7 separate regions of the Mus musculus genome follow, and regions 1, 2, 4, 5, 6 and 7 are each linked to region 3. Evidence: chromatin contacts called from public Hi-C and HiChIP or PLAC-seq data. All regions are on one chromosome and are shown on one strand. The core of a region is the stretch at or near the end of the contact, and the rest is flanking DNA. Distances in the headings are between cores, read along the strand shown.

Region 1 (2,739 bases), core at 231-2,730, 310 kb after region 3:
GGGGAGATGGCCCAGTGTCCTGAACAAAGAATGATCTGCAATCGCTGTGCTATTTTCAAGCAAGTTTGGTTTTTAGGTATACAGCAAACAGAAATGAAAGAAAGAGACAGCAAGCAGGAGGTAGTAGTTCATGAGATCAGACACTTACGTCATCCAGCAGAAAGCAACGGAGGAGACCTGGAGAGCAAAAACCAGCTAGTTGGAGCCTCTCTCTGACCCACAAAAAGGGTTCCAGGAAGAACGGCTTCTCTTAGGTAAGATGTCCAATGAACCATTCCCACCGTGGGCATCTTTATGTCAGGAAGGTCAGAGGGAATGATCAGCTGTGATCAAGGACACGGTGTGTTAACTCAGATACTCTCCTTCTGTCCTCCCGGACCTGGTATTTTTTACTCTTTGGGCCATTTTGCTACACTATTGCTTTCTCACAGAGCCAGCCAGGTAGCCCATCCCCAGCCAGGGGGTCTCTGGGACAATTTACAAGAAATATGCTTGGGTATTAAGTATGTGTGTGACTGGGGCACGGGGTGACAACCCTATGTCCACAACCAGCTTTTCAATGGACTTAAACAACACATAACAATTTATTACTATAATGCATATTATACTCAGCCAGTAAATTGCTTGGCATGCATGCATTAGGATGTGAGTTCAGATCCCTAGGACAAACATGAAAAGGCCAGGCGTGTCATCATATGTCTGTAATCCCAGCACTGGGAAAGCCAAAACTGGGGCTGGATAGCCAGCTAGTCTAACGACATCAGTGAGCTTCAGGCTGTGGGCACATGGAAGCTGTTAGCAAGGGACAGAGGACTGATGCTCTGCTGTAGACATAGGGAAGTCAACCAGGGAAGGAACTTTACATACTGGACAGTGGAAGATGGGCAGGAAAAGAACCACTGGCTCTGAGAAAGGAAAATGCTGATTGAAGGTACTTTTTCTTTTTCTTTTTCTTTTTCTTCTTGAGACATTTATCCCCACCTAGCCTTGAACTCTCTATGTAGCTGAGGATGACCTTGAACTTCTGGTCTTTTTATCCCCACATTCTGAGTACTAGGATTAAAGGCATATACTACCATGTTCTGTTTATGGAATGCTGGGGGTCGAACCCAGACCCTCTTACATTCAGGCAAGGCACCTGCCCCATTAAGCTTGACACCACCACCACCACCCCCCCACCTCCGGTCCCAAGACATCCTATTTAAGGGGAGATAATGGAAATTGTGTCTCTCCTCTAAGTCACCCGCTGAAAAGAACAATCCGAGATGAAGAAATTGAAGACTGAAGACTGAAAAGATGTGGTATGAACACCCAGAACAGCTAAACGACGCTTTCAAACGAGCTACTTAAAGCTGTAAAATAACGAATTGTCCACCAGGTGGCAGTGTCTAAGGAGGCTAGCGTATCCCATCAGCCTCGGCGCTCGGGGGTGGAAGAAGGCGTGGAGGTGACTCTCTGGCCTTCAAGGCCTCTACTCGCCTGTCCCGACTGACGTTGGGCAACAAAGATGGCGGCAGGAACCAGCAATTACTGGGAAGGTGAGGGCAAGGCCTCGGAGTGGGTTCCACCGGGTGCAGAGTGAACTTAATGAGGCTGGATCTTGAGGGAGGCAGCAGAGGGAAGAGCCAGGCTACGGAATGAGCCACACTTTGGGATGAGGTTGTCCAAGAGGAGCCCTGGGCCTGGGAACTTGGGGAAGGAGCTGGGGCGGAGTGAGCCGGACCTGGGAAGGGGTTGGGTCCGGGAGTGGAGGGAGCCGGGATGGAGAGGAAGAGGCGCCTGAGGCTCCAGATGGAAGTGTGTGAGGGGTAGTGAGGCTCTCCGGATGGGGCTGCGGGGACGAGCTCTTGGGAGGAGGGTGTTGAGCAACAATATCCAGAGCCCGGAAGACGAGCAGTCAGAACCTTGGAGTTGAGGTCACTGTCAGACAACTAGGAGTGAGGAGGGACTTGTCAGCGCCAGCCTTGCAGGGATATTTTAGTGGATGGTCGTCTCCTCCTGGACCCCAACTGGCAATTTGAGATTGAGACTTTAATGACGACTGGGTGACAGAATACTGAAAATAACTGTACCTTCTTCCCTGGACTCCAAGATCGGTTTTGTTAAAAATGATAGCAAAAAAAGGTTCTAATGAATACGTTTGCTGTTCGTCTCCCGCCAGGAAAACCTTCAGTTGTGCTTATTTAATTCCTGAAAGTCTGGTCCACTCAAGTGAGGTCACACAAAACCTTCCTAGTCCACAGTGATCCACAGAGATCAGAAATGGCCCACTTTGTTTCATTTAACCTTTTGCTTATTTAGTTTTTAAGCCTATTTCCTCTTTTTGTCCCATGAAGCCCCTGGGAAATATGGTATTGTCACCATCAGCCAGTAGATCTAAGGGACTGAATTTTATGTTCTGTCATGTTTTCAAAATACATTCTACTTTATGCTTTTCATTAGACTAAATAGATAAATAGAATTACAGAGAAACATGCCTATAGTTTAAAATGTGTATTTAAAATGCCCTTTGGAAATACTTGTCGTAGCTAGAATTTCTTTTTAAACTATGTAGATAGGAGTAGCTGCTATGATAGTCATTATTGATAGTCATTAGGCTGTGGGTTTTTGAAACACTATACTGTAATAATTAAAGCAATTAATATATTGACAATATATCTTTGTACCAGATGCTTTAAGCATGTATAGAAAAACTGAAAGCTTGAGGTTTTTAAATGAACTGGATCATCAGTAAATCTC
Region 2 (2,700 bases), core at 72-2,571, 330 kb before region 3:
CAATTCTGTTTAACTGTACCATACTGTTCTACAGGGGAGCTGTTAATCACACATGACTAAGAAAGTAAATGAAATTTGACTAGTTATGATGAGAATTTATTTTTTTTACATATCATTTTAGTCTTTACTTATTTAAATAGCCAGGTGTCAAATGGCAAAAATACTTGACAATATAGGTCCACATAGGTAAAAATCCAAACCAGAGGTTAGAAACTTCCATTGAATGTGGAAAGGTAGGTATTTTCCCTACTTCCTCGTCCTTGAGATAGTCTTATATATAAGACTGGATGTCCTGAACTTACTACGTAGACCAGGCTGGCCTCACCTTCTTGGCAATTCTCCTGCCTCTGCCTCTGGAATGATGGGATTACTGGAGCATGCCACCATTCTCAAAAAATGAGTATTTCCTTACTAAAAGGGCTGTTACTTATGAAAAACACTAGAAGCTACTGCAAGAGAAAGCTTCCTAAAAGTGGTTGCCAAGCCTCTGTAAAGTCAGAGCATATAATTAAATGCTGTAACTGGTATACATGTTCACAACACATTTCCCAAGCTGACTTTTGTCTTTTCCCCTCCTAACTTGTCATTCCTGGGAAAAGGGCAAGGAAGCTCAACTAAAGGACGATGCTCTTGATTGGACGGCCTGTCAGCTTGTCTATGGGGCATTTTCTTTTGATTGCTAATTGATGGAGGAGGCAGCTTATGGTGGGCAGTGCCATCCCTAGGCAAGTGGGCCTGAGCTGTATAAGAACTACCTTATTTATACATGTGAGCCTGGGAGCAAGCCCGTCAGCATCCTCCGCTTTAATCCCTGACTCGAGGTTCCTGCCCTGGCTCCCCATGATGTTGGTCTATAACCTGTGAGCTGAACTCTTTCCTCCCAAACTTGAAAAAAATTTTTAATTTTATTTTGTGTACATGGGGTAGCATGCTGGAGGCTAGAAGAAGACAACTTGAGTTGGTTTGTTCCACTATGTGGGTGCTGGGGAACTGAACCCAGGTTGTTGGGGTTGACAGCAGGCTCACATACCCACTTAGCTATCTCACCAAGTTCATTTTGGTCAGTGTTTTATTGCAGTAACACAGAGCAAAGCAAGACTACTTCTATGTACAAACTAGAGTAAACCAAGATTTTGGAAGATACTTTCTAGAGATACTAGGATTTCCCTGCCCCCAACTCCAAATCGGAAGGACAATCATTGTCATCTATACCCCTTCCTCCAAACCCAGGGCTTTGTGCGTGCATGTGCATGTGTGTACGAGTGTGTATAAATTTCCCTAGGCCTGGGCCACGCCCCTCGCTATTGCACAATTCCATTTTAGTCCTAAACCAGGAAGTCATGGTTTGAGACATCTGGCAGGATTTCCTGAGGCTTATTATCTCAGAGTGTAAAGATCTGCTTAGCAGCCACATTCCACAGGCTTCTCAAAGGTTCTTCAGAAACAGTAGGGAAATACAACAGAAAACCCTAATGCCTTAAGGATATAGACCCAGCTCCTTCCAATAATAACCACAATGATCTGGAGTCGGTCTGAGATATCTTTAATTACAGGAAGCAAGGTACATGTGAGTTTTGAACCCAAGACCAGTGGTATATTACCAAGAAAGGCGTGAGCCCTTGGATTATCAAAGTAGAGCATTACTGATGGAAAGACTAGATTGGCAGGAGAAAAAAACATTACCCCAGAGCTATGTTTCCATTTGCTTAATTTTATCATTAGTACCCAACAATAAGAGAAAAGTAAAGAATAAGAGTAAATTAGAAATAGTCAAAGATTTTTACCAAGTGTCACTGCCTCTGAAGATCATGGTCAAAACTTATTTCCTAGTTTTATGCCTTGATTTTTGTGTCTATGTGTGTGTACATGTGTTCATATTTTTATGGGGTACATTTGGAGGCCAGAGGTCATCTTGGGTGTCTTTCTCAATTGCTCGTCACCTTAGAGACAGGTTCTCACAGATTTGGCTAGGCGAGCTCCTTGGCTGCTCACAGAAAGTCCAGGGATTACCCTGGCTCCACTTCATTTGTTGTTGTTGTTGTTGTTTGTTGTTTGTTTTTTTTGTTTTTTGTTTTTTTTTTTTTGAGACAGGGTTTCTCTGTACAGCCCTGGGTGTCCTGGAACTCACTCTGTAGACCAGGGTGGCCTCGAACTCAGAAATCTGCCTGCCTCTGCCTCCCAAGTGCTGGGATTAAAGGCGTGCACCACCACTGCCTGGCGTGTCTCCACTTCCTTACCCCTGGGATTATAGGCTCACACTGCTGTACCTAGATTTTCCACCAACGCTAGGAACTGAACTCAGGTACTTGATCTTACATAGCAAACACTTTACCCTGAGCCATCTCCTCAGGTTGTCATGAATTGTTTTTTAACTTAAAAATTTCATTACCATGTATTCACTGTAGATAATGGGCTTCACTGTGATACCTTCATACATCTATGTTAACCATTTTCATAAACATGTACATGTGGTGGTTTGGATGAGTATGACACTCTCAGGCTTCTGAGATGACGATACTTGTGTCACTACTTGAGGAGAATTAGGATGTGTGCCCTTGTTGGAGTAGATGTGGTCTTGTTGGAGGAAGTGTTTTACTGGGTGGCCTTTAAGGTTTCAAGAGCTCAAACCAGGCCCAATGGCTCTCTCTTCCTGCTGCCTGTGGATCTGGATGTAGAATTCTTTGCTTCTTCTCTAGTACC
Region 3 (2,700 bases), core at 65-2,564:
TTCCTACCTAAGACATCCCAGGGAATTGACATCCTACTTGGTAGAAAGAGGCATGTACATGGATAACTGATGTCCTGGTTGGCAAGTTAAGACATGAATGTTAGGCAAGTCCTCTGCCACAGTTGAATACCTCAACTAATGAGAACAGGATAAGTGTACAAAAAAAAAAAATGCTTCTGATGAAATTGCCTAACTCTAAATCCTGATTGGTGGAGTAACTTGGCACAGATGTTTGTGGATTTTAGGCTTAAAAGCCCTATAGGATCTTAACTCAATGCCACAGTCAGCTCCTGAGTTTGGTCTGTGGACCTGATTTTTCAGTCTTGGGGTGTGATATTTAATCTCTATTAGACTGAGATTGGTGTCTGAGTGGTTTGTACGGTAATTCCCAGACACCAACACTAGTTCTAATTTTTTTGTTGTTGTTTTTGTTTTTTGAGACAGGGTTTTTCTGTGTAGCCCTGGCTATCCTGGAACTCATTTTTAGACCAGGCTGGCCTCGAACTCAGAAATCTGCCTGCCTCTGCCTCCCAAGTGCTGGGATTAAAGGCATGCGCCACCACGCCCGGCTTTTTAAAAAAAATTTTTATTTTTATTTTTTTGGTTTTTCGAGACAGGGTTTCTCTGTATAGCCCTGGCTGCCAACACTAGTTCTAAATGGTGGATGCACAGATGAAATGTAGCCAGGTTTTGTCTTTTAAAATGGGGTGGCACACTTGTGATGAGTTACTGTCATTTAGAAGGCTGAGGCAAAAGGATATTCTGGACTATAGAGCAAGATGGTCTCAAACAACTGCACTGCTAATATCAGTTCTCGGCGAGGGTGCCTGCATTTCCAGCATTCCGAAAGCTGAGGCAGCAAGATCTTGAGTTCTAGGACAGTCAGGGTTATATTATATAGAAAGGCTTTATTTAAATAAAATAATCAGTTCACATTGAGGTTCTATGGCTTTTCGGTTTTTTTAGTCACTCAGAGCCAGCTACACTGAGCAGCAAAACAAAGCAATAGATGTGTAGGGAGCCGTTTTGAAACTCATTAAATTCAGATAATTGGGGCCCACTCCGACTCGGTCCGGATTCAGCAGGCGTCGCGGTTGGACGTGACTCTAACACTATCTCCAGTGACGAGGCTCGTCCCCGGAGCGCGGTCCACGAGCCTCTCTCTGGACTAGAACTTGGTCATCGCCTCCCCGCCCTGACTTTAAGACTCTGAGCCGAGCCGCATCCTAAGCAAGACACAGCGGTAGGCTCAGCGGCTAAGCGAGTACCGGAACCGGAAGTGCGCGTATACACGTCGGCGTCAGCGTCTCGTCACGTCCGCGTCGACCAGGTCCAGCGGAGACGGGAACAAGATGGCGATCCCGGGCAGGCAGTGAGTGATGGGGAAGTTAGGGTCCGGCTGGGGAGTAAGAAGCCAGGGAGACTGAGTCTTTAGGCCGAGGCGTCTGAGGTCGCCGGAAGTGCAGGGCCACCCCCGCCCCGGTTAAAGGCGGGAGAAGGCGAGGAATTCCGAGCCACTTAGGTTCCCCACCCCCCGTCCGGTACATTTTTCCAGGTTGCAAGCCCGAAGTTTGAGAAACTTGTGAGGAAATAAAGGAAGTTAGGCTGAGGGGCAGAGAGCGAGACTTTTCTATTTTCCAAAAGCTCGGTCTGAGGCCCCTCAGTCTTGCTTCCTACCCCGCGCTTGAGTTTCTCCCGGTTGGATGCGCTCAGGGGCACCGAGAAGAGAAACTCCTGGTTGCCTTTGAGGGCCTCGTTCTCCCTGGCAGATGCTCAGGCAAGACCAGCCTCCCGCCCTCCCTCCTGGGGTTACGAGTGTGGTGCTGAGAAGCCACAGAAAAGAGTAGGCATATAGGAAACTGGTCTTCGCTGCCGGGAAAGACACAGATACGGTTTACCTGCCTGGAAATTTATTCTTGGGCGTGTAAACCTTGCAGTGCCAAGCATGTCCCGTGGCCTTTGCATTTTAAAGCCAAAACCTCGAGAAACGAAACGTATTAAATCTGGTGATGGCCAAACCCAGGCACTATTGCATGTGCCAGCAAGATTTTGCTGAAAGGACCCTGATATAGCTGTCTTGAGTGAGGCTATGCCAGTGCCTGGCAAATACAGAAGTGGATGCTCACAGTCACCTATAGGATGGACCACAGGGCCCCCAATGGAGGCGCTAGAGAAAGTACCCAAGGAGCTGAAGGGGTCTGCAACCCTATAGGTGGAACAACAATATGAACTAACCAGTACCCCACTGGAGCTCGTGTCTCTAGCTGCATATGTAGCAGAAGATAGCCTAGTCGGCCATCATTGGGAAGAGAGGCCCATTGGTTGTGCAAACTTTATATGCCCCAGTACAGGGGAACACCAGGGCCAAGAAGTGGGAGTGGGTGGGCGGGGGGGGGGGTATAGGGAACTTTTGGGATAGCATTTGAAATGTAAATAAAGAAAATATCTAGTTACAAAAAAAATGTGGTGATGGTTTTCAGAGGCGCTGAAGCAAAGCAAACGAGCCCAGTGGACGGATGGGAACTTGCCCCCATGGTGACTTGCTCGCAGACAAAAGCAATTGAGCCAAATAAGTGAATGGGGACTTGCCCGAATCTCTACGTGGGTTTCTTAGTCAATTTTTCAAGATCTTAGCTACTGTGTGGGAAAAAAATCAGAGGACAGTTTAGAACATTTTGGTTTTTAGCAAGTTTGCAAAAA
Region 4 (2,793 bases), core at 30-2,529, 280 kb after region 3:
ATCCTATACTCTGAAGTAGACCTAACATCCTAAAATTTAAAGTCTTATTATGTTTTTCACATGGCCTCTGCTTTCAGAGGCATTTAGAAGCAAATACATTTTTAATGATCATTTACATCCAGCTTTGCTGGGAACACTGAAGTTCTGGTAGCTCCTTTGTTTACATTATTAGCAATCTCTTAGTTTGGATACGAGCTCCCAAAGTAATTAGATGGGCTTTTCCCCTTAAAATCTGGTATTCTTGTCCTTTATACAGGTTCATCAGGGTGTCAAAGGATTTGTCCTTGATGCCACAGATGGTAGGGGCATATTAAATGCCACCCTCAGTGTTGCTGAAATTAATCACCCAGTGACCACTTACAAAGCTGGAGATTACTGGCGCCTCTTGGTCCCAGGGACATACAAAATCACAGCATCTGCCCGAGGGTAAGTGATGAAAGCTTGGGAGTAAGACGAACATGAGCTTCCTCTAGAAGTTTACTTCCAGAAAGTCCCTCAGAGCCTGCTAAGCAAAGCAGAGTTTAATGCAGGGACGGTAAGAGCTAGTTTCACCAGTGAGTACCTGCTGCCTATGGCATTGCACTGTCATAGGCCTCTGAAGCCATTTCTTTGCCTTCCTCCACTCTGATCATCTGCCTTCGTGACTTTCCTCGCTGTTAGTAGTAATTCTGGCACATGCTTGCTGGAAGAAGTGAGGGGGAAAAGATAAATACTCGTGTTCCGCTGAGCAAGGTCATGCTGCTGTCCCACAGAGAACACCGGTCTATAGTTTATAGCTTTGCCAAGCTCTCATGTGCTTGTTTTTATGTGATATATTTACATCATTGTTTTCATGAAAATTTCTGCTGCTTGCAGGCTCTGAGTAAGACCATTTTCTTCTGTCTGTCTGTCATTCTGTGAGACAGGGTCTTATGTAGCCCAGGCTGACCCCAAAACTCTTGGTCCTCTCAAGTGCATGCTGAACTAGATTTATTTATTAAAAAGAAGAAAATGAACCTATGGCCTTTCTTCCTGCCTGCCTGCCTTCCTTCCTTCCTTCCTTCCTTCCTTCCTTCCTTCCTTCCTTCCTTCCTTCCTTCCTTCTTTAGAAAACTAAAACAATCTGGTTGTCTTTATAGTCCTTTACAACTGGTATAGAATTGGAAACACCTATTTAAACTGAAACTTCTCTTTTGTTGTTGGTTTTGTTTCTTTTGTTGCTGTTTTGAGGCAGGAGCTGATGACATCCAGTTTGGCCTCTATTTCTGATCCTCCCGCCTCTCCCTCTGGAGTGCTAAGGTTACAGGCACATCACCACACTCAGCTGGTTTTCTTTGTTCATGATTTAGCAAGAGTAGAGCCTACCACAGATACTCTCTTCTCCTTTATAGCCAGAGGATTTGTGAAGTTAGTTTGAACATTCATTGGAGGAAAGCTAAGTACAAGAACTTAGAGTTGTTAGTACCTTTCTTTTCACCAAGAATAGAGAGCTTTTAAGTAGCTGGTAGCTTGTAAATAGGCTCTGAAGCCCACACTATTGCGTTACAAGGTTATTGTTTTCTTTTACTTTTGCAGAATAATTAGAGAAACTAGATCCATTAGGGTGTCTGAGAAGCAGGCAAAAATCAGGTCAGGTAGAGAATGTCCTACCTCAGGCTCTCCTGTCACATTCCACAAATGCTGGCAGTGGAGTCACACCCCAGGAACCTCTGGTTATCTGCAATAAGCTCAAACTTGCATTTAAAATTATATTTTACTTTTTATTTTAAGTACATGAATATTATGCTTACACATGTCTGTGCATGCCTGTTACCCACAGTGGCCAGAAGAGGATGTTTGATCCATAGGTCTGGAGTTAAGTTTCGAGCCACAATGTAGGTCTTGGGATTTGAACCCAGGTCCTCTGGAAGAGCAGCCAGTGAGTGTTCTTAACCACTGAGCCATCTCTCCAGCCCCTGAAATACTGTTTGTTTGTTTGTTTGTTTTTGGGTCTCTCTACATATTCCCAGCTGTCCTGGAACTCACTATGACAACCAGGCTAGTCTCAAACACAGAGAGCTGCCTTCCTCTGCTGGGATTAAAGTTGTGTACCACCATGCCCAGCATGAAATCCTAATTTAAATCTTAGAAACTTATTCATATTATATATTTACCTATGTTTTTTCTTTGTTATTTTTTTAAATAATAAATTGACTCCAAGTTGATTATTATTTTTTTTTTTTAGAAACTACATAAATTTATTTCTTGAGCTTATTCCTTCTCTGCAGTCCTCTATTTCCCAGTGCTGGAATACTGAGAAAGTGTGCATCTGACCTGTATGCTTTGTTATAGGTATAACCCTGTCACCAAGAACGTGACCGTCAGGAGTGAAGGTGCTGTTCAGGTCAACTTCACCCTTGTTCGATCTTCAGCAGATGCAAACAATGAGTCAAAGAAAGGCAGGGGGCATAGCACCAGCACTGACGACACCAGCGACCCAACTTCTAAGGAGTTTGAAGCATTAATCAAACACCTTTCGGCTGAGAATGGCTTGGAAGGCTTCATGTTAAGCTCGTCCTCAGACCTGGCTCTGTATCGATACCATTCATACAAAGACTTATCCGAGTTCCTGAGAGGACTTGTAATGAACTACCCGCACATTACAAACCTTACCACGTAAGATGACCCTGGTTTTCTTCCTCTGTTTAAGCGGGTTCATTCCTGCTTTGCCCCATTGCAATAGTTCTTATGCTTACTCAGAGGATTCTCTGGAGGAGCTGATGTGTGAGAGTTGGAGTCTTATTTCACAAGGACATTTTTCTGACAGTGAGTCTT
Region 5 (2,700 bases), core at 64-2,563, 440 kb before region 3:
AACCAAAGACTGTACATCTCTCATTCCTGCCACCTCCTGGCTCAGAGCCTGAAGGTAAATATTCTGGACAGATAATCGGCCGCAATTGCTTCCAGAGCCCTGTTTGTTGACCTATCTAGCTATGGACTAAGTGGTAAATGCCAGGTGCAGGCCTCTGCTGACCACCGGTTGCTAGGACACCTGCGACTGAGATGAACTGATGGGGCCCTAACGGAGGCCCTGGGGCTAATATGGCTTTGAAACCCACTTTCCTGGCTCTATGTCAATTATAGGGTTTGAACAGCTTTGGAAACCTCGTGAGAACTTTGCCCCAACCTACCCACAAAGCTCTGTTCCCATACCAGGCAGAGCTGTAGACTTCTGTTCCCGTTACCCACCTGCTGAGAGAGATTTTCTGGTGCAGCAAGAACCCACGTTCATAGGGCCAAGGCAAGCCAGCCTCGAACCACTCGCGACAGCGTAGCACTGGCGAGATGCAGGCGGCGCCAGTCACATAGCTGGAGGAGCCACACTCCCCCAAGTAGGACAGCAGCAGCGCGGACCCTGAACCCTCGCTCACCGCGAACAGGGGGGCCGCCGGGTGTCGGAAGCGAATGTAAGTCACCGCCTCCTTGAGGTCGGACGGGTCCCCGAAAGGCTGTAGTCTGGGGCTGACTAGCGGGCAACCGTGGTGGCCGCGGCGATGGAAGATGACCGGGTAGTAGCCGCGCTCCAGGGCGAGCAGGCAGAGCCCCAGTACATTGCGAGTGAGGCGTCCCCATGCATTGGGGATTACCAACAGCACTGGAGGGAGGCTCCCAGGGTTGGTGACCCGGCGGCCCCTGGCACAAGGTCCTATGACCCAATCCAGAGCCACCAGCCCATCATCTGCCAGCTGCAGGTACTCACGGGCTAGCTCAGGCCCGGGCCCGACTGGCAGGATGAAGTGGCAGAAGGTTTGCAGGTGGGGTCCCGACAGCCAGGAGCGGGGGCTGGGTTCCAGCGCCGCCGAGCGTCGCAGAGCGCGCAGCAGGCACTGGGCCAGCGCCGACGGCTTGCAAATGAGGCTGCAGCCTCCGGGGAGCGCTTCGCGCCGGTCGCTGAACTGATCCGCGGGGCCTCCGCTCGCCACCTCCTGCTCCTCGTGGTCCCGGACTGAGGTTCGCGCTCCGACAGCGCGCTTCCAGGGTCGCAGGAGGAGCAAGGCGAGCGCCGCCAGTAGCAGCGCTAGAGCGGCCGCCCACGGAGGCATGGCCTGGCAGGACAGTCCCCGGAGGGAGGCACTGGGCTGCGGGGAGCGGAGCTGTCCTCTCGTCGGGCTCCTCGTTCTGTCCGCGCGGCTCCGCCCGGCCGCCCGTGGCTGTCAAGAGTCCTCCCAAGCAGGAGGGCGCGCGCGCTCCGGATTGGTCGTGGTCAGGAGGAGACAGCCAGTTCGGGTCGAGCTCCCCTCGCCCGCCCCCCCACTCCCGCCCCCAGCCCTTTGTACAGCGATTGCGACAAGCTGGAGCAGAGGGTGAAAGAGAGCCGGGCCACAAAGCGGGAGCGAGGACCTGAGGGCCAACCAGAGAGAGCGGAACAAGGAGTGCTAGGAAAGGATTGGGGAGGGGGTGAGGCTGGAGGCCTGGGTGAACGGGAGGTGCCTGCTTCTACCCTTGCCCTCAATGAAGTCTGGCTCCAGGGGAGACCCTGGGTCACTGCACCCTCAGGATCCGCTATTGAGGAGTAGCAAAAAAGCAAGAAGGGAGCAAAGCGCTGATCCCTCGCTGGCTTCACTTTCCCCACTCGCTGCTGCCTTTGCAGCTAGAGACGTGTTATCTCTCTCTCCTTCGCCTGGCCCTGCCGCCCAGCCAGGACCAGCAACTGGGCGATAACTCAGTAGGGCTGGGACTCTGCACCTGGCCAGAGGCAGACTGAAGCATCTGACCCTGACCACGAGTTTGAGGGAGGTGGCTGTCGTTTCTCTGGAGGGCATCCGGGCACTAGCCGGTAGACACTTGTGGCCTTCCCAGCCCACCCCCAAGGACGCTTTCCAAGAGTTAGGCGTCTCCACTACTTATCAAGAAGGACTGTAGGAAAGGAAAGAGGCTCGAGTCTGGCCGAATATGTTGAGGGAGAGGATTAAGGGATGCTTAGCCCCGCGGTGGGGCTTTGGTAGAGAGAAGTGTGGTTCTTTAGGTCAGATCAACATCTGGTCATTTCTGCAGGGGTGGGTGAAATAAGTCCGGGCACATGGGAGAGGCCTGAAATAACTATTTTTTGATGTATTTCAAACCTAAAAAGATTTGTTTAGGGGTGTGTGTATGTGTGTGTGTCTAGGTCAGAGGACAATCTGTGGGAATCAGGTCCCTCCTTCAATCACTTAGGTCCACAGATTAAACTCTGGTCGTCAGGCTGGCGGCCAGCACCGTTTCCCACTGAGCCATCTCGCAGGCCTGTTTCAAACTTTTGATTGGGCGTCAATCCTTAGCTGGATTTCCTTTGCAGCGCTCCCTTGCAAGGGAGGCCGAGCTGAGCACTGTAGCTCCTCGGACCAGTGTTTCCTTGGGCAAAGGAGAGCGGGAATCAAGAAAGCTCTGGCTTCTTAAGGCTTCTGGGCCTAAGACCCTCCCAAAACAGCTCGGGGCTCAGTTCTTATTATTAGCGAGAGCAGGACTGGAGCAACGTGAAGGTGAAGCGCTAGAGCCGGGACCTTCTCTCTGGGACAGCTAGGATTTCATAATT
Region 6 (2,784 bases), core at 4-2,503, 370 kb before region 3:
GTAGGAAGGTGGAAGAAGATTTGGGAGTTGGGGGAGGGGAAGGAATACAATCAAAATTTACACAGTTTTTTAAAAAATTAAAATATCTAAAATCTTTAAAAAAATGTTTAACAATTTAACCAGAAATAAAACAAAACAACCCCCCAACCTAAAGAACATATAAGTTACTCAAAAAGCAATAATCTTTTGGAGGTTTATTATTGGAATAAGAGCTTATGTATTAGCTTTTGTTGCTGGGCAGATGTGGGGGAATGGTGATCAGGATCCTTCTTATTTTTATTTGTGAGGATGACCATAGAGGTCAGAAGAGGAGTCAGATCTCTAGAAGCTACCCCAGTATGGGTGCTGGATACCAAAGTGGGTTGTTGAGCCTTCTATCCAGCTCCCCCGTGATCAGTCTTTTGTATGTGTTTGAAACAGGATCTATGTGGCCTTTGCTGACCTGGAGCTCACTATGTAGAACTGGCTAGTCTTGAATTCACAGAGCTCCACCTGCCTCTGCCTCCTGAGCGCTGGGATTAAAGGCGTGTACCACCATGTCTGGCTAAGGTGATCATTAAGTTAGAAAATAAAGGAGGCCTAGTAAATGTGGATTGAATATGCTGTTATAGAATGAAGAGGATGAGTATAGAGGACAAGCCTTTCCCAAAAGATCTTAGAACTTGAGACAACACTTAGGAAAATGTGGTCCAAAGAGGGCTCTTTATCAACCCCAGAGATCACTACATAGTCATTCTTTGGTTATTTCATGAAGTGCAGTCTGAGATGGGGACAAGTTTACTTCAAACTACATGCTTATAAAGGAAACACAATTATCAAAGCCCCAGCCAAAATATCTCAGCTGCCTGTACCGTTGGTCAGGATCACCTGCCCAGGGATTAGATCCTAAATATGGTGCTTGACAGTCCCCATGATTTAATAGCAGACAAAGAGTTACCTAACTTCTGGGTGGAAGGGGAAACTCAGTTTCAAACAACTTGCCCGTGGCTTGGGGCCACACGAGGGTTCTGCTGAGTCATGTGCCTACACTGATGTGACCCTGTTTCTTCTCAGCTCTACACCTGCTCTCAGCTCCCTCTGCCGTCTGCTGCTTGGGTGGGGCGCTCGACTCAGGCCTTCACAGCAGAGGGTGCTTTCCGTCAGAGAGAACAGGTCAAATCTGTTTATGAAGACAAGCTATAATCAGCTGGCTGGGTGTACAGTAGAGCTTTACCCTTTTCAAGCTGCATGACCTCTAGCCACCCCTAGGAGGAGACAACATAACACATATCACACATCTCAAGTAAGGGAGAGGCAAGCTGACTGCTTTGAGAAAGCATGGACTAAACTGTATTATTACCAACCAAGGCCAGTTTGCTTCCTGTGTGAGGTTCTTTTCTTAGTTCTGGAGGCCTTTGTTTCCAGGCCTAAATACCACCTGTGCTTTCTGATTTCCACACTGTCACTCATTGTGGGGTTGTGCAAATGGGTCTTCTCATTCAGCACCATAAGAGAAGTCCTGTGATGATGGCTGAGGAGACAGCTTGGAGGGTAGCTGTTCTCAGCCATCTGACAAAGTATGTCAGATATAAAACAGCAGCTGATAATTAGCCAACAAACAAATGAGAAGTTTCCATAATCTCAACAATTCCCCAAAGTATAGTTTTTTGTTTTTGTTTTTGTTTTTTTAAATGCTGGCGAATTGCTTATCAGTCAGGGCTGGGGAGATAGCTCCGTGGTTAAGAATGATTGCTCTTGCAGGGGAGTTAGCTTCAATTCTTAGCACCCACATGGTGATTCACAACCATCTATAACATCCAGAGAATCATGCCCTCTTCTGACCTCCATGGGTACCAATCATGCATGTGGTGCATAAACATGAACATAGGCAGACACTCATACATACAAGGAATAAACCTAGTACACTGAAGTGCTGTATCAGTCACGAGGGGATACAGATGGGAGCTGTGCTAGTGAGGAGCGAGCTAACATCACAGCCTGCTGCTCAGCAGGGACTTCCTTCTCTTCTTGGGGGTTGATGATCATCAGAAAATACTCCTTTGAGCCTTGGGAATACAATTGACACCTACTTATAAGAGAGTAAGAAATAGCATTGGAAATGTAAATGAGGAAAATACCTAATAAAAATATTAAAAAAAGAGAGAGAGTAAGAGAAAGAAAATCTAATCCAAAGACTGGCCTGAGGCAGAGTGGTAGGCACACTAACACAGTCCAGCGACCACCATCACTGCTACAGCACCACAACCTTCACGTGCTCCCTGCTGACCTGTAACCTCCTCCCTCCTGAGCTCTGTGCTGATCATCTGTCCCTTCCTCTCCCTTAAAATGTTATTGCAGGTGGTTTTAAAAATTAACTAATTTTAAGATCGAATCTTACTACACAGCCCAGGCTATCATGCAACTCACTATATGAAGAGCAAGCTGGCCTTGAATTTACTGAGATCTGCCTGCCTCTCTCTGCTGAGATTAGGGGCATGCCCACCACACCCGACCATAAAACATTATTTTGGCTAAAATGTTTTCAAGCTCCATCACTGTATGTAAATTTATTTTCATAAAGTGAAATAAATGTTTCACAATTAGTTTGTCCATATGGTTGACAAATAGTCTTAGCTACTATAAACATTGCCAGGGACATTCTTGTAGCTGCTAAGACTTCAGTCTCTCAGAGGTGTCATGCAATAGAGTGTAATATATGGGTCATGGGGCATGTGTGCATCACTGGTTTGCTGGGAACACTAGATTGCTTTTCAGTTAGGCTCTGCCTGGTGTATTCTAATGCTT
Region 7 (2,700 bases), core at 194-2,693, 390 kb before region 3:
AAGTCTGATTCAGAGAGACAGGCTGACCTAACAAAGTACCCACAGCAGGACACGGAACCCAGACTCAAGTTAAGGTCTCATTATGTTGATTAGCCTAGGCTGATCTTGCCTCGGTCTTCCCAGTGCTGGGCTCATGGGCGTGAACCCACATGCCCTGTGAGGAGGATGTGCTTGAACCTGTCCCCCAAGTTGGAGGACCTTTGGCAAGCCCCTGGAGAGAGAGGTCTGAGTGAGTGACTCTGACGGCAGTGGCTTAGCCCCTGGGGCAGACCTCTCCCTTGGTTTCACCTTGGAGTCATAGGCAGCACGCAGTCTTGGTGCTGAGTGTCCCTTACCAGGGGCTGGCACTCGTCTTTCTTTTTGTCTTCATGAGTAAGTTGTGGGAGCTCTGAAGACTCTGCAGGGGTTGGCATTGGCCCAAAGCACATAGTCTGGGAGAGAGGGTGACTAAATGCCATTGACATGGCAGTCACACTGGGGGAGGAGGTGGCTCGGGCTGAAATGTGAGCCCTTGGGATGCTGTCTCTGGATGGTGTCTGCATTGTCCAGCGTGAGTCATAGGCTATTGTCAGGCCTGTCCTGACCCCACCACTTGTGAGGTCTTCTTTAGCAAGGTATAGGGCTCAGTATCTAGGTCAAGGTTATGCTTTGGGGTATCTCTCCTGGGGTACAGATGGCTACGTGTCTGCAAAGGTGGCAGTCAGTGCCTGGCCCTTTCCCTCATGTGCAGGGGAGGGAAGGCTCTGACTATTGTAACTTCTCTTTTTAGTTTCATCCCACTCCCAGGATCAGAGTCTGAACACCTCTCTCTCTCTCTCTCTCTCTCTCTCTCTCTCTCTCTCTCTCTCTCTCTCTCTCTGTATCTCTGTCTCTCTCTGTTTCTGTGTGTGTCTGTGTGTCTCTCTCCATCTCTCTGACTCTGCCTTTCTCTGACACTAGGTAAAGATAAGGTTAGAGTCTGACTGGACCTTGGTCTGCTGTATCCCAACCATCTCCATCACTAACACCCATCTTGGTTTCTGCTAGGAACACAGTGCTCTGTGGCCTAGAGATCGGGCGCACAGGTCACGCTGATGTTGCTGTTCTCCACCATTCTTTGTGGGTTTGGCAAAGACAGAGTACCCAGTCCACACAGACTGCCCTTCTGGAGGCCTGGACTTCAGTGAGAAAAGGCTAGTGTGGGATATATCCCAGAGACCCTAGCCAGTGCCCTCCCAATTGCTTTCTTCCCCTCACCCCTCACCTTGGCCAGAGGCAGGACAATGAAGGCACCTCCACCTCCAGCCTCCACAATAATGGCTAGAAATTTGGGGTTGACGGCACAGAAGGCGCTGTCCCATGTGACCTTGGATACCCGGATGTCCTCATAGGCCTGGTCAGCCTTTGCTGCCTGACCAAACACGTGGCGGAACTTGCTCTGCCGAACAACACGCCGGCTCATGGCTGGGGCAAAGATAGGGAGTATCAGAGTCTAGAGGCACGTTGGTCCTTAATCCTGCGAGCTGTGGAAGGGAGGAGTGAGTGAGTAGGATTATCTGGCCAGGATCTTCAAAGTGACCAAAGTTGGAGGCTGGTTTTTGACATCTGTCTCATGTTGTTTAATATGAGGGACAAGGATGGGGAATCTCACCGCTTCTTAGACACACAGGCTAGCCGGGATAGCAGAGGCTGACACAGGGCTGAAACTTCCTCCAAGACCTAATGTTTTGAGGAGGAATATCAGGGGGTCCCCTCATGCTGCTAGTCATGTATGAGACCTCTTTGCAAGTGTTTGTCTCTCTGAAAGGCTCCCCACCCAACACCTTCTCTTTTAGTCAGTGGACCGTAGCTCAAGGCTAGGTAGGACTGCAGCCCTCAAGATCCCATATTCACATCGCTGAGTTCAAGCCGGTGTGTCTTTTTCTACAGCTTGGCCAAGAGAAGAGGTCCTTTTGTTAGCCCTGCTTCCTACTCTTTTTAAAAGATTCCTCCGGTGGTGTGGGGTATGTGGGAGTAGGGCGATCTTCCTTCTGTCTATTTCCCCATGCACTGATTTCTCCGGATGGGGTGGGGTGGGGGAGTCCTGGCTATGGTCATCTGACACAAATATCATACTTTGGTCCAGCCTCTTGGGTGCGATGCCTGGGCTGGCTAGTCCGTTCTCTTGAGGGTGGGGGCCCTCGACCCCACCTGCAAGGACCAGATGTGCAACCAGGGAGGAGGTGAGGTCCTCTTTCTGGTTCTACGACTTCGGCTTCTGGAGCTAGGAGCTTAGCAATGCTTGCTACTTTTCCCAAGGGGACACAGCAGGTTCTCCCAAAGGCCAACTGCTTCCTGCCCCTCCCCTGCCCGGGCATCCTTGTGCCCTTCAAACCACTTCTGTAGCCCCAGGCCTGAAGGCCGGCCTACTCGCCCCCTCCTCCAGCCTCCTGCCCCGGCAGTGCGTTCCTGTGAGACTAGGTGTCTCCTCGCCAGCCGCTGTCCGGCCAAATATAGACACCAAGTCCGCCCTGACGAACTGAATTTAGCGGCGGGGGGGGGGGGGGGCGCAGACCTCTGCCCCCTCCAGAGACCCCGCCCGCGCCGTTGGCTGCGGTGGCGGAGGCAGGGAGGGGGGTACCTGGTCCTAAGCCGGGCGGGGGTGCTCACGCTGCGACTCCTCTGCGGAGCGGGCCGGGGTATGCGAAGGGCCGAGGAGGCGGCGTCCGTGCGTCCGGGCCA

What was found. A called contact is a pair of places that touch in the nucleus more often than the background predicts. HiChIP or PLAC-seq counts read pairs in DNA pulled down with a chosen protein or histone mark.
Region 1: a contact with region 3 is called in a Hi-C map of nephron progenitors, with 2.6 times the contacts expected there. The contact joins the promoter of Gosr1 here to the promoter of Nsrp1 in region 3. A contact is called at or near these places in 13 of 39 promoter capture datasets (the 3T3-L1 cell line, 3T3-L1-derived adipocytes, the HPC-7 cell line and 9 more), 5 of 484 Hi-C or Micro-C datasets (the G1E-ER4 cell line, embryonic stem cells, nephron progenitors and 1 more), 6 of 115 datasets of contacts at active chromatin or transcription factors (T-cell acute lymphoblastic leukemia, bone marrow-derived macrophages, embryonic stem cells and 3 more) and 2 of 9 other capture datasets (embryonic stem cells and macrophages).
Region 2: a contact with region 3 is called in an H3K4me3 HiChIP or PLAC-seq map of bone marrow-derived macrophages, with 3 times the contacts expected there. The contact joins the enhancer-like site here to the promoter of Nsrp1 in region 3. A contact is called at or near these places in 5 of 39 promoter capture datasets (the C10 cell line, cranial neural crest, frontonasal cranial neural crest and 1 more), 6 of 115 datasets of contacts at active chromatin or transcription factors (bone marrow-derived macrophages, embryonic stem cells and large pre-B cells) and 1 of 9 other capture datasets (adipose tissue).
Region 4: a Hi-C map of nephron progenitors shows a contact between it and region 3, with 4 times the contacts expected there. The contact joins the enhancer-like site here to the promoter of Nsrp1 in region 3. A contact is called at or near these places in 7 of 39 promoter capture datasets (the 3T3-L1 cell line, the C10 cell line, cranial neural crest and 4 more), 2 of 15 datasets of contacts at CTCF or cohesin (the NIH/3T3 cell line and large pre-B cells), 19 of 484 Hi-C or Micro-C datasets (the AML12 cell line, the C10 cell line, the G1E-ER4 cell line and 13 more), 6 of 115 datasets of contacts at active chromatin or transcription factors (the NIH/3T3 cell line, T-cell acute lymphoblastic leukemia, bone marrow-derived dendritic cells and 3 more) and 3 of 9 other capture datasets (adipose tissue, macrophages and pancreatic islet).
Region 5: an H3K4me3 HiChIP or PLAC-seq map of embryonic basal ganglia shows a contact between it and region 3, with 5 times the contacts expected there. The contact joins the promoter of Abhd15 here to the promoter of Nsrp1 in region 3. A contact is called at or near these places in 6 of 39 promoter capture datasets (erythroid cells, frontonasal cranial neural crest, hippocampal neurons and 3 more), 1 of 484 Hi-C or Micro-C datasets (embryonic stem cells), 11 of 115 datasets of contacts at active chromatin or transcription factors (the 230-238 cell line, embryonic basal ganglia, embryonic forebrain and 8 more) and 3 of 9 other capture datasets (adipose tissue, liver and pancreatic islet).
Region 6: a contact with region 3 is called in an H3K27ac HiChIP or PLAC-seq map of microglia, with 9 times the contacts expected there. The contact joins the enhancer-like site here to the promoter of Nsrp1 in region 3. A contact is called at or near these places in 2 of 39 promoter capture datasets (hippocampal neurons and neural stem cells), 2 of 484 Hi-C or Micro-C datasets (B cells and bone marrow-derived macrophages), 16 of 115 datasets of contacts at active chromatin or transcription factors (the 230-238 cell line, DN3 thymocytes, bone marrow-derived macrophages and 9 more) and 2 of 9 other capture datasets (adipose tissue and liver).
Region 7: an H3K4me3 HiChIP or PLAC-seq map of embryonic stem cells shows a contact between it and region 3, with 5 times the contacts expected there. The contact joins the promoter of Coro6 here to the promoter of Nsrp1 in region 3. A contact is called at or near these places in 2 of 39 promoter capture datasets (macrophages and neural stem cells), 1 of 15 datasets of contacts at CTCF or cohesin (large pre-B cells), 1 of 484 Hi-C or Micro-C datasets (bone marrow-derived macrophages), 19 of 115 datasets of contacts at active chromatin or transcription factors (the 230-238 cell line, bone marrow-derived macrophages, embryonic basal ganglia and 11 more) and 2 of 9 other capture datasets (liver and pancreatic islet).

The regions. Positions count from the first base shown.
Region 1 is chr11:76,762,319-76,765,057 of GRCm38.p6, reverse strand. It overlaps Gosr1 (golgi SNAP receptor complex member 1), which reads left to right and starts at 1,480. Exons shown (of 9, transcript NM_016810.4): 1 at 1,480-1,538. The coding sequence starts at 1,508.
Region 2 is chr11:77,408,717-77,411,416 of GRCm38.p6, reverse strand. All of the region lies in intron 5 of Ssh2 (slingshot protein phosphatase 2), which reads right to left. Among named protein-coding and RNA genes, the nearest start is that of Coro6, 54 kb to the left of the region's middle. Within about 2 kb of position 1,321, at least 59 of the 459 cell types and tissues checked have an H3K27ac peak or open chromatin away from gene starts, as enhancers often do. A contact at or near this core is called in adipose tissue and bone marrow-derived macrophages, where this site is marked.
Region 3 is chr11:77,077,051-77,079,750 of GRCm38.p6, reverse strand. Nsrp1 (nuclear speckle regulatory protein 1) reads left to right here and starts at 1,314. Exons shown (of 7, transcript NM_001012309.2): 1 at 1,314-1,372. The coding sequence starts at 1,353. It overlaps Mir423 (microRNA 423), which reads left to right and starts at 1,579; the gene lies at 1,579-1,687.
Region 4 is chr11:76,797,422-76,800,214 of GRCm38.p6, reverse strand. Cpd (carboxypeptidase D) reads left to right here. Exons shown (of 21, transcript NM_007754.2): 11 at 257-426; 12 at 2,311-2,634. Among named protein-coding and RNA genes, the nearest start is that of Gosr1, 35 kb to the right of the region's middle. Within about 2 kb of position 1,279, at least 6 of the 459 cell types and tissues checked have an H3K27ac peak or open chromatin away from gene starts, as enhancers often do. A contact at or near this core is called in nephron progenitors, where this site is marked.
Region 5 is chr11:77,513,730-77,516,429 of GRCm38.p6, reverse strand. It overlaps Abhd15 (abhydrolase domain containing 15), which reads right to left and starts at 1,313. Exons shown (of 2, transcript NM_026185.4): 1 at 378-1,313. The coding sequence starts at 1,231. It also overlaps a transcript of Trp53i13 not described here.
Region 6 is chr11:77,445,185-77,447,968 of GRCm38.p6, reverse strand. The region is part of intron 13 of Ssh2 (slingshot protein phosphatase 2); the gene reads right to left. Among named protein-coding and RNA genes, the nearest start is that of Coro6, 17 kb to the left of the region's middle. Within about 2 kb of position 1,253, at least 128 of the 459 cell types and tissues checked have an H3K27ac peak or open chromatin away from gene starts, as enhancers often do. A contact at or near this core is called in adipose tissue, bone marrow-derived macrophages, heart atrium and 4 more, where this site is marked.
Region 7 is chr11:77,462,654-77,465,353 of GRCm38.p6, reverse strand. It overlaps Coro6 (coronin 6), which reads right to left and starts at 1,443. Exons shown (of 10, transcript NM_139128.2): 1 at 1,244-1,443. The coding sequence starts at 1,441.